Regions from separate parts of the Rattus norvegicus genome. Here region 2 is linked to region 1. Evidence: chromatin contacts called from public Hi-C data. All regions are on one chromosome and are shown on one strand. The core of a region is the stretch at or near the end of the contact, and the rest is flanking DNA. Distances in the headings are between cores, read along the strand shown.

Region 1 (4,698 bases), core at 255-2,754:
ACTGAATGAAAAAAGACAGACACGTGAAGAATGTAGACACAGGTGATTTCAAAACCATATTGTTGGGAAAAAAAGACAGACACGTGAAGAATGTGTTATGTGACGGCATATGAACGAAGTTCAAAAATAAGTTATGATGCTGAAATTATCTTTGTAGGGGAAGAGGAAAGGGGATTCAGATTTCTTGATCAAGAGTTAGGATTCATTGAGCTGTACCATTATGGTCTTTTAATATGTTTTAATAAAATATTAAAATACAAAACAAGTCATTGTGTAGGACAAACAATTTCACTTATGATCTTCCTTTTCATGTCTACACACTGACAGAATTCAGGCAGAGGCCGACTGCTCTGGGCACAAGGATTAATAAAGTACAGTTCATACTTTCATCCTGTTGCCAACCCATCAAGTTAACAGATACATTTACAACTAAAATACAAGTGAGTAACAGACTGTGAGCATCTACTCCAAATAAGATGGCTGCAGCACACTTGAGATGCAAACAGTGGGGTATCTAGGCGTGCTGAGCTGCCTGTGACGTCAGACTTGAGGGTAAAAGATGAATCTTTTACATGAGGGAGGAGAGGATGAACCCCCAATTAAGCTTCCTGACACATGTGAGACACAAATTTTCTATGGTTGTAAGTGGCTTGATTCTGTGCCATTTCTCTGAAGAGTAGGAACAGCAGATGATATGCTTTAACAGAACAAATTGGATTTTTGCTAGGGGCTGTTCACAAATCTGCACAAATCATCAGGTGACTTACCAGGCCCGCCTGTAGCAACTGAGCATTTCCCCTTAGGGTCAATAAAAACTTTTTCTGAAAGGATTGTGTGCTTCAAGGATTTGAGGCTGGCTAATCTCTTGGGAGTGGAAATGGGGGGGAATTATTTTCTTCTCAGAGAATGGCATCTCTTGAACGCCAGTGAGAACACCACTCAGACTCTTGCAAAGGCAAGGTGTAGGAGTCACCTGACCCTGCCCAGCTATCTATACCACAACAGACGCAGGCCCAGGCTTGCAGTTCCCAAAGATGCCAATCGCAGGGTTAAAAGCTTACAAGAAAGTCTTGAGACATCTGCTTAACATAATAGTTTCAGTCATTATGAGAAAACAAAGTCATGGCTATTTAGGTACATGTAGACTTTGGGTAAACACTTACATAATATGGGTGTTCTTTACTAAGATTGATAAATGTTTTATTAGCCTATAAACAGTGGTTTTTGAAACTAATTTATAGGTATTCATTCATGTTAGGATTTCATAAAGTATTCTCAAATCACGTATTTCTACAGTGACTACAGTTTCAATGGCTAGTTGCCATGAATTATTAAACTCTGTTTTTTTAAACTTCCAAATCTTCCAGTAGACGTCTAGAGTTAGCTAGAAGTTTTGGCTACGATACAAACAGTGATGGAAAACATATGAGCAGTAACAAGTTTTAATCTCGCTCTTCAGTACTAACATGGACTAATCTGTGGAAGCAGTTTATTCCAGTATCACCCAGGCGCAGCCACACAGAGCCTGGTAGGAGGGCTGGATTTTTGCTCTTTTTTTTTTCCCCCTTTTCTTTAAATGTAACACTTCTTTATCTTTTCTCAAGAGTCTTGAGGATACTTACATTGCAGTTAAGTAGCACAGGGTGGATAAATTCTACTTTGAAGAAAACCTCTCTTCTGACAAGGTATGTTTTCATATCTGTATTACATGTACCAGTATACAATTATTTTATTGTTAATACTAAGAAAGCACTAATACTATTAATAAGCATTTGTGAATTATATGGTAAAATTTAAACATAAGTATGTAGTTCCTTAGAATAAGCAGTATAAAAAAGAACCTGTGAATTTTGTAGCTAAAATTACTTTAGTTTTATGTCTTGTAATAAATTACTTTAACAATTATGTATTTTTAAAAACAAAGTAAAAAACTTTCACTAATGCTTTATCATGTTAACATAACTTATTTTAAAAAAGTAGATATACAACTTATATAATCTTTTAGGAAAACAATATTACTTTAATAATGTTAATGAAGTTTGAACATGTTAGATATTTTAAATGAAAGTTTCTAACTATGTAAATCTATGATGCTGTTTCTTTAAATGGGTAAATTATTCAAATGTTATTTTTTTATATCGTTGAAAACCTTTATTTTTTCTTGATAAATGTCTTATTGTACAATGAAATAGTACTGGGCAATTATAACAGAAATCAACATAATCTCAAGAAAGAATACCCATCAGCAGGTTTATATTCCATATGAAAAGTGAGAAACTCCTTTTCATAAACCTCATACTTAGGCAAGCACAAAGATTTCCTTGTCCTTTCACAATGTACACTTTTTATTATAGCTTAGATTTTTAAAATTAAAGAATGCTTTCACTACTCTCCTCCTAATAATCTAAATAGAATGCAGTATTCTTTCAGGCTAATGTGTTCAGAGGAGTGGCAGCCATGAAAACAGTGGCCACATGTTGTAAGGACTGAGTCACAGAGTCACAGAGAACCTGAGGGGTTTCCGTGTATCTTATCAACTGCTCTAAAAGTAGCGTGTTTTATTATTTTATTTTTCTTGTAATCTAACCAAGAATCATTGTGTGGGGGGGGGTGGGGGGGGAGGAAGGAGAGGAAGGAGAGGAGAAGAACGAGGGAGCAGATGAGCACAAGCCCCAGCTCATGTGGACGAACCCCAGCTGCTGTTTCTCGTTTGGTTTTGGCAGGAAGCACTGCGGTGCAGTAGTGGAAAGAATGGAAGCGATGCGCTCTTCTGTTACAACTACCACTACACTGAAGATGAGTGTCCTCAGACCTGACCCAAGGCTTGACACAAAGCAGACTCACTTTACACCAACTGCAGGAAATCTCAGAAAAGTGGAGAGGCAGGAAGGGTTTGTTTTTAAAACGGTAGTTAGGTTGTTGAATATAGCTGATAAAGAGAAAAACTGATACCTAAAGAAAGAAAAACAGCCATGTCCTTAATTAGAATGTGCATTTCCAAATTAAAATTAATTAAAAGTGTTGTTTTAAAAAGTATTGTGTCTATGAACAAATAGTGGGGTGACTAAGTTTCCCAATGCATGCTTGGACATTTACATTATGGAGGACAAGGCTGTGCCTTGATCACACCTGCATGTAGTCTATATTCTCTCTGTAAGAGACATGGGACATACTATGCCACATTTATATCTGGAGCTTGTAACATATCTATGAACTGAAATAGTCAAGTTGTCAAGTGGACCTTTAAACACGGGATTTAAAATTACAGTGACTTATTTACCTAATAAGGTTCTGAAAGAAAACAGCATCTCACTTAGACAAGAGTTCCATTTCATGGTTGCAGACAGTTAAGTGGTAAAAAGGAAGCCTCTGTACTTCTCTGCTACATTTCTAGTATTATTATGAAGTCCGAGGGGCTGTTCACACCTCACCTAAGACTTTTCCAGGGGAAAGCTGCTTCACTGTTGAGAGGTGACCTTGTGAAAGGAAAATCTACTCAGAACATGGTTGGAAGCTTTAGCAGAGAGGAGAGAGGAAGTTGCCTCAGCTCTGCTGCCTCCAGGGAGTTCTGGAAGCCCAAAGCCTAAACTTCCTCCTCTACAGAGTTCCTGGGAATGACGTTTAGAGCTGTCTCTCAGTTCTAAATGGTTCTGATTTATTAGTAACAGTAGGAACACTGGGCTAGCGTTCCCAAGAGTATTCTTATTAAGACTACAACTCAAGACACAAACTCAAAACTTTTCCATGAGTACAAACACTGGCAAAATAGGTCTAAATCAGGAAAATATTGAGAATGAGATATAAATATTTTTTAAAGTTTTAAAAAATAGCCCAATCTGAATGCTGCCAAAACCAATAAGCTTGACTTTGAACTGTTTTTAAAAGCTTAAAACAACCACTTTAAATAAGAAATAATACTGTTTTGCATATTTTGTACAGTGCTCCCTTTTATGCACTGCAAATAACAGCTGTAGAGCTTGACCAACAGAGGTTTAGAATCTTCTCACATACTTCTCAAATCTATAGCAGGGACCTAGCAACATCAAAGGATGATCCCTCGGTGTACCAAGACTAGCTCTGTTTTCTTTACAAACAACAGAGAACACAGAAAGATAAATATTTTTTAAAATGGTGAAACAGAGGCTAGAGCTCACATAGAGAACTATTAAGAGGCATCTCTATTTTCAATATAAGGACTTTCACTAGGAAAGCCATAGGTGGCCGAAGATATAAAGATGGTGTGCTCTCTAGAGTACGTTCATTGGCATTATTGACATAGCATGGTCCAGACTGCTTCGGAACCTCCACTAAGAGGTAGCGTCACTGAGATAATGGGCTGTGAATATACAGAACTGTACCCCTCACCAGAAAAACGTTAAACTGCTGTTTAGGAGCTGGTTGCCACAACTCATCACCAAGGCTCTTTCCTTTACTGTGACAGCTAATGCTGAACTAGCAGGCAGGAGTCTCGGTTCATACATCCATCCACTACAGTTCTGAATAAGGTAAAGGAGCAGTCATGAAATACCATTGTAAGAAAGCAGTCAGAAAGGGAAGAACTGTGGCTGATGCTTAGTGAACCTGAGGTAGACTGTGGAAGAGAGGCAAGCCCATCATTGTTCTACTTCCTGTTTCTCTGTGCTGCCTGCTTCTTACTCTCTTACCTCCAAATAAGACTTCTCCTCCCCATCCTGTTCC
Region 2 (4,842 bases), core at 1,935-4,434, 87 kb before region 1:
GTCTGCTCCCCCATCCCCAAAGGCAGACTGTGGTTATCTTGTTGACAGCAAGTCACAGGTCTTTGGGATCCCGTTGGGGTCCACATGCTTGCGATGAGGTGGGCTGGCATGTGTGTTGTCACCGGGGATATTTTCCACCATAGGTCAGGCATTCGCCTAACTTTCCCCTCAGGTTCTGCTGCAGGACAGTTGCTCTATTGAGTGAGAGGCTGTGACTTGGAGCTGCCCTCTCTCCCCACAGGTGCAGCAGTACCGAGTAGCCATGACCGCCAAGGACTGTTCCATCATGATCGCACTTTCCCCTTGTCTACGGGGCGCCAGGTGAGGCTCCAGCACTTTCTTGGTGTGATGGTTTGTGGCACAGCCATGGCGAGTAAGCTCCCTTACCTACAAATTCTGCCCAGAGGGCTGCTCTCTCTTTGGTATACTTTCCACAGGGCTTGATTTTTTTTTTAAACTCTGGTTTTCTAGAAATCGGTTATTTAATTAAAGGCCATTTCTGGAAACAATAAACTTTTTCATTTTAAAATTATTATTATTATTATTGTATATATTAGTATTTCTACCAAATTGGGTTGTTTATTATTGTTTTATAAGAAAATACTCTAATAATTTAGAAACAGTGTGGATAATGTGGCAGAGTCTTTTCAGAAGCAGCGTGGGCTTCCTCCGGGTCACTGCACGGAGCCTTTTGTAGGTTGCATGATGTATTGACTTTCACCAAGTGCCACTGTCATTTTTAAATCTCCAAAACAGCACATCCGTCATTCTCTCCTCTTCTGAATAGCCGGCATGCTCGCCACATCCCCTCCCCTAGCTTTTAGTAATCCAGTCGGAGCTTGGCCGTCTTGTAGGTACTATCTGTCTTCAGCGTCGATATTCAAGGGTGCCAAACCCTCCACATCTGACCTGTGTTCCCTGGTCAGGGCGACCACCTATTTTTCTAATATTTTTGAGCTTTGCGGTTCTTAGTCAGGTTCTCTGGTTGATACAGCGCTTTCTGGCCCAGCATGCTAAGGAATATTTATAAGGCATGACTGGGGAAGGTAACTGACTGTTTAGTTGTAAACTCATGTTATCCTTCAAGAAAGACCCAGAGCTTAGCTGTGAGGTGCCCGTCAGTGGACGTAAGGTGCTGGGTTGGGTGAGAGCCACGCCCAAGGGTGCTATTTATTAATTACTGGCTACCCTGCCTGGTCAAGGATGCGGTTGGGAAAGGTAGTTTAACACACCATTTTTATTCATCAAGTGTTTCAAAGCTTATTTCATTTTAAAATGTGAAATGTTGAAAAGCTTTGCTATTTGGCACTACACTTCTCAAACCTATTTTGTGGAAGCTCCGAATTTGAAGAGTGAGGACAGACTGGGAAATCCTGATTTGTTCTTTCTAAGGATTCTGAACAGGAAGAATGGGTCCTGTCCCGAGAGGCTGCATATGCTTGCTGAGGTCAGGTCTCAAGGCCAGAGAGTAGGGCCCAGTTACAGGAGGCTCAAAGTTGGTAGCCTAGATCTCCCTCGAAGCAAGAACAAAGGAGATAGGGGAAGGCAACAGGACCTTCCAGGGTGCCTCTACTGCTGTACGTCCTGCCTGTGTGAAAGGAGTTGCAGAGGGTAGGGTAGTTGGTGACTAGGAGAGAGGTTGTCCTCACTCTCAGTTTTTCCTTGGAGAATGCACACAGCCTTCTTTGAGGAAGGTGGCGCTGTGCTCACAGGAATTGTACCTAGCTAGGGAAGAAACACCTAAAAAAACAACAACAAAAAGCCAGAGGCAAAAATAGGCCTGGGTTCATCTTAAGATGCACAGTAAAGCCTAAGGCTACATTTTAATGTACAACCCACCAACCTCTGTGGTTGACGTTTGTGTCAATCATACTTGAGACGTCTGTAAGTCATCCTTCCTGTTGCTGCTGCAGGCTTTTGAAGAGCCAGGGAAATTCTTATTGCTCCTTGTCCCTAAGCCTTGAAGGGACTATTGCAAACATGGGCATGGGCAGCTGAAACTGCCTAGCGCCTTGGAGAGCAGCTTAGCGCCACAGCCTTGGTCATCCCAGTACCAGTATCCAGGGCTACCACAGGGATATGTGTAGCCATAGTGGTAGGGATAACTGTGCCTTGGCTTTTGCTGAGTCCTAGCCGTACAGTCTGAAGGAGACGGGCTTTTGGTGTTAAGGGGTTGGTGTACACTGCTGTGCTTTTGGCTATCCTGGAGCTTGTGGTCACCTGTCAGACCCTGTGATTGAGTCCAATTCAACTTTTTCCCTATAAACATGATTCTGGAGCAACATGTGAGAATACTTTCTTTAGTGTACTTTAGAACAGGCCCATGTGTTTGTTCTTTCAACTCTCGACTTTCTGAGACCAGTGTTTTGTGTGTTCTGGTTTCTGAATGAAGTGAGCACAGAGGAACCATGACTCCCTGACAGTTCTCTTGGGCCAGCTGGGCAAATGCGGTGTACTAACTGTCTTCAGGACTCAGTTAGATACACTGCAGCCTCAGTATGTGGTTTGAAGTTATTCTGAAGAGGTTTTCAAGTAATTGTTCATTTTGTTTGAAGCACATGACTTTCGGATGTTTATAACACCCACAAAAGCATTGAAGATATGACTTGAGAGTTAACACAAAGCCAGCTTGCTCTCTGATGGAAAAGCATGATGGGCTGAGCTGGCTCCCAGCCACAGTGGGAAAGCACAGAAAGAGTCTGTTCTCAACAGCCATCCATCCACCTGGCTGCCGCACAGCCTGATCTACTTTTTACTTTTTCTTAGGTTTTGTAATACTTGGCTGACGATAAAGTGACTTTTCCAGCATTTGCTAATACCACTGGAGCATGGGGACTATCACTCACGCACCCCACATAATGGCTTTTCCACCTTCTGTTCTTTTAACCCTCTTCCTAGACATAGTGTGCTAGTCTGTGGCATAGTAGTCACTTACTTGTGCTTATATGTGAAGCTGGCACAGACAGTAGATGTACATAAACACAGAATGGGTGCACCAAGAGCCAAACTGTGAGGGCCTGAGTGTCTGTGTAATCTGAAATTGTTTTGTTACTTGCAGCTCTGACCAGAGGCCTGTTATCCCTTCGTCAAGATCCCGGCTGGCCTTCTCTGTGTCTGTACTGGACCTCGACCTCAAGCCCTATGAGAGCATTCCTCACCAGTATAAACTAGACAGCAAGATAGTCAGCTATTACTCAAAGACTGTGCATGCCAAAGATGACACTGTGAGGTCCACTCGGTTCAAGGAACATGAAGACTGCACATTAGTTCTCCATAAGGTCTAACTTCTCCCCTGGGATGTCTTTGAAACTTGAATGTGAAAGTTGAATGGCAGAGCTATTTTCGGTTGTGTTGGGTGACTTGGCTGTGAATGTTTTTGCTTTTAATCCCTGCTGAGGATAGACTGCCTCTCAGAGACAAGGAATTGAAGAGCCCTATAATCTTCTAGGACAAGGAATGTAGGACGTGAGTGCTGTGTCCCAGCAAGCCATCTGTTTTCTTAGAGTGGAAGTGTCCGTTAAGCCCAGGTAAACACCCTGGGAAGTTCTTCTAAACAGAGCTCACGTCCGGTTCTCTAATACAAAAAGCCTTATTATTAGGACCCAAGGTTTGGATCTCCTATCACCAGACCATTGACACAGAAAACTTGAACAGTTTGGATTTTCACAAAAACATGGATACTACTGGAACTTTCCCAGCTGTTAACTGGTCGCTTGTTCAATGCAAGTCACACATCAACACAGGCTTTGGCTGGTCCCCTGCTGCCGAGCGGTCAGGGGTTAGTTAGTGTGGACATTGGTTCTGAGGGATTTAGACTCAGGTCCCTGTGGAGGTACTGAAGCCCATAGCTTTGTATAGGGCAGCAGCAGGGAACAAACACAGGACTCAGGTCAGGATGGTCACCACTCGCATGAGCATCACTTTTTAAAATCCTTCTTTATGATTTTAACTCTAGGGGAAGCTGAGGCGTTTTTTTCCTACCTGAAATTGCTGCTGTAGAGGCTGGAGGCAGAGCCGTAATTCAGAGCTGCTGAGGTCTGCTGGGTGGGTGTTCCTATCAGCCCAGAGTTTTCCTGGCACTCTGGTGACTTGGGTTAGCTCTGAGGTATACTGCGTATTTGGGTCTAGGGCCTTACTGTTCTCATCAGGGCTAGATAGAAGGCTCCTGGCTGGCACTGAGCATTCTATTGGGGTCACCAGAAGTGTGCCTGGCTGCTATGAATCATTGGGAGGTTTGTCTTCATTTTTTTTTATCCTATGGTAGGCTGTACAGACTGATTATTTATATCATCCTTTTGAGAGACTAATGAAGGCTTATTGTAACATAGTAGTAAAACCATGGAACTGTATGAAAAATACTACATGAAAAATGAAGAAAATATTTTGCTGATTGTAAACTTTTGTGGGAAATTTTGTGATAATTTGAGAATTATACTTGTTTGAATCAAGCACCATCTATAGTTTGTAAAATTCTGTCCTAACATAATAGCTCTTGAGCACTCAGGTAAAGACACACTGTACACTGGGGTCAGTTCACTTCCTTTTGACTGGTGTATGCACACAACTATGTGTTTATATCCTTCACTTGACTCAAGTGCTTGAAGGTTATGTCTCTCTGTTGGGAGAGCAGCCTTTGGTTTTGTTTTGACTCAGGGTTGACTGAGGTGGACATGGACTAGGGGTATATTTATGTGTGTCTTTGGTTGTCTGACATCACAGTAATGATCTCAGGTATGGCTGGGAACAGATAGGTAGATGGAAACAGTGTCTCCTGGGGTAAAGAACATGGATGGAGCACCCCGTCAGCATGTGCAAGGCTCTCCTCCAACCATACTCCTGACT

What was found. Hi-C and Micro-C count contacts between places; a contact is called where the count stands out from the background.
Region 2: a contact with region 1 is called in a Hi-C map of frontal cortex, with 1.6 times the contacts expected there. The contact joins the enhancer-like site here to the promoter of Aspn in region 1. A contact is called at or near these places in 5 of 12 Hi-C or Micro-C datasets (the A7r5 cell line, Schwann cells, frontal cortex and 2 more).

Annotation. Positions count from the first base shown.
Region 1 is chr17:15,307,275-15,311,972 of GRCr8, reverse strand. It overlaps Aspn (asporin), which reads left to right and starts at 1,504. Exons shown (of 8, transcript NM_001014008.2): 1 at 1,504-1,685. All of the region lies in intron 5 of Cenpp (centromere protein P), which reads right to left.
Region 2 is chr17:15,396,298-15,401,139 of GRCr8, reverse strand. Ippk (inositol-pentakisphosphate 2-kinase) reads left to right here. Exons shown (of 13, transcript NM_001008556.2): 12 at 242-321; 13 at 3,059-4,449. The coding sequence ends at 3,284. Among named protein-coding and RNA genes, the nearest start is that of Ippk, 37 kb to the left of the region's middle. Within about 2 kb of position 3,184, at least 18 of the 93 cell types and tissues checked have an H3K27ac peak or open chromatin away from gene starts, as enhancers often do.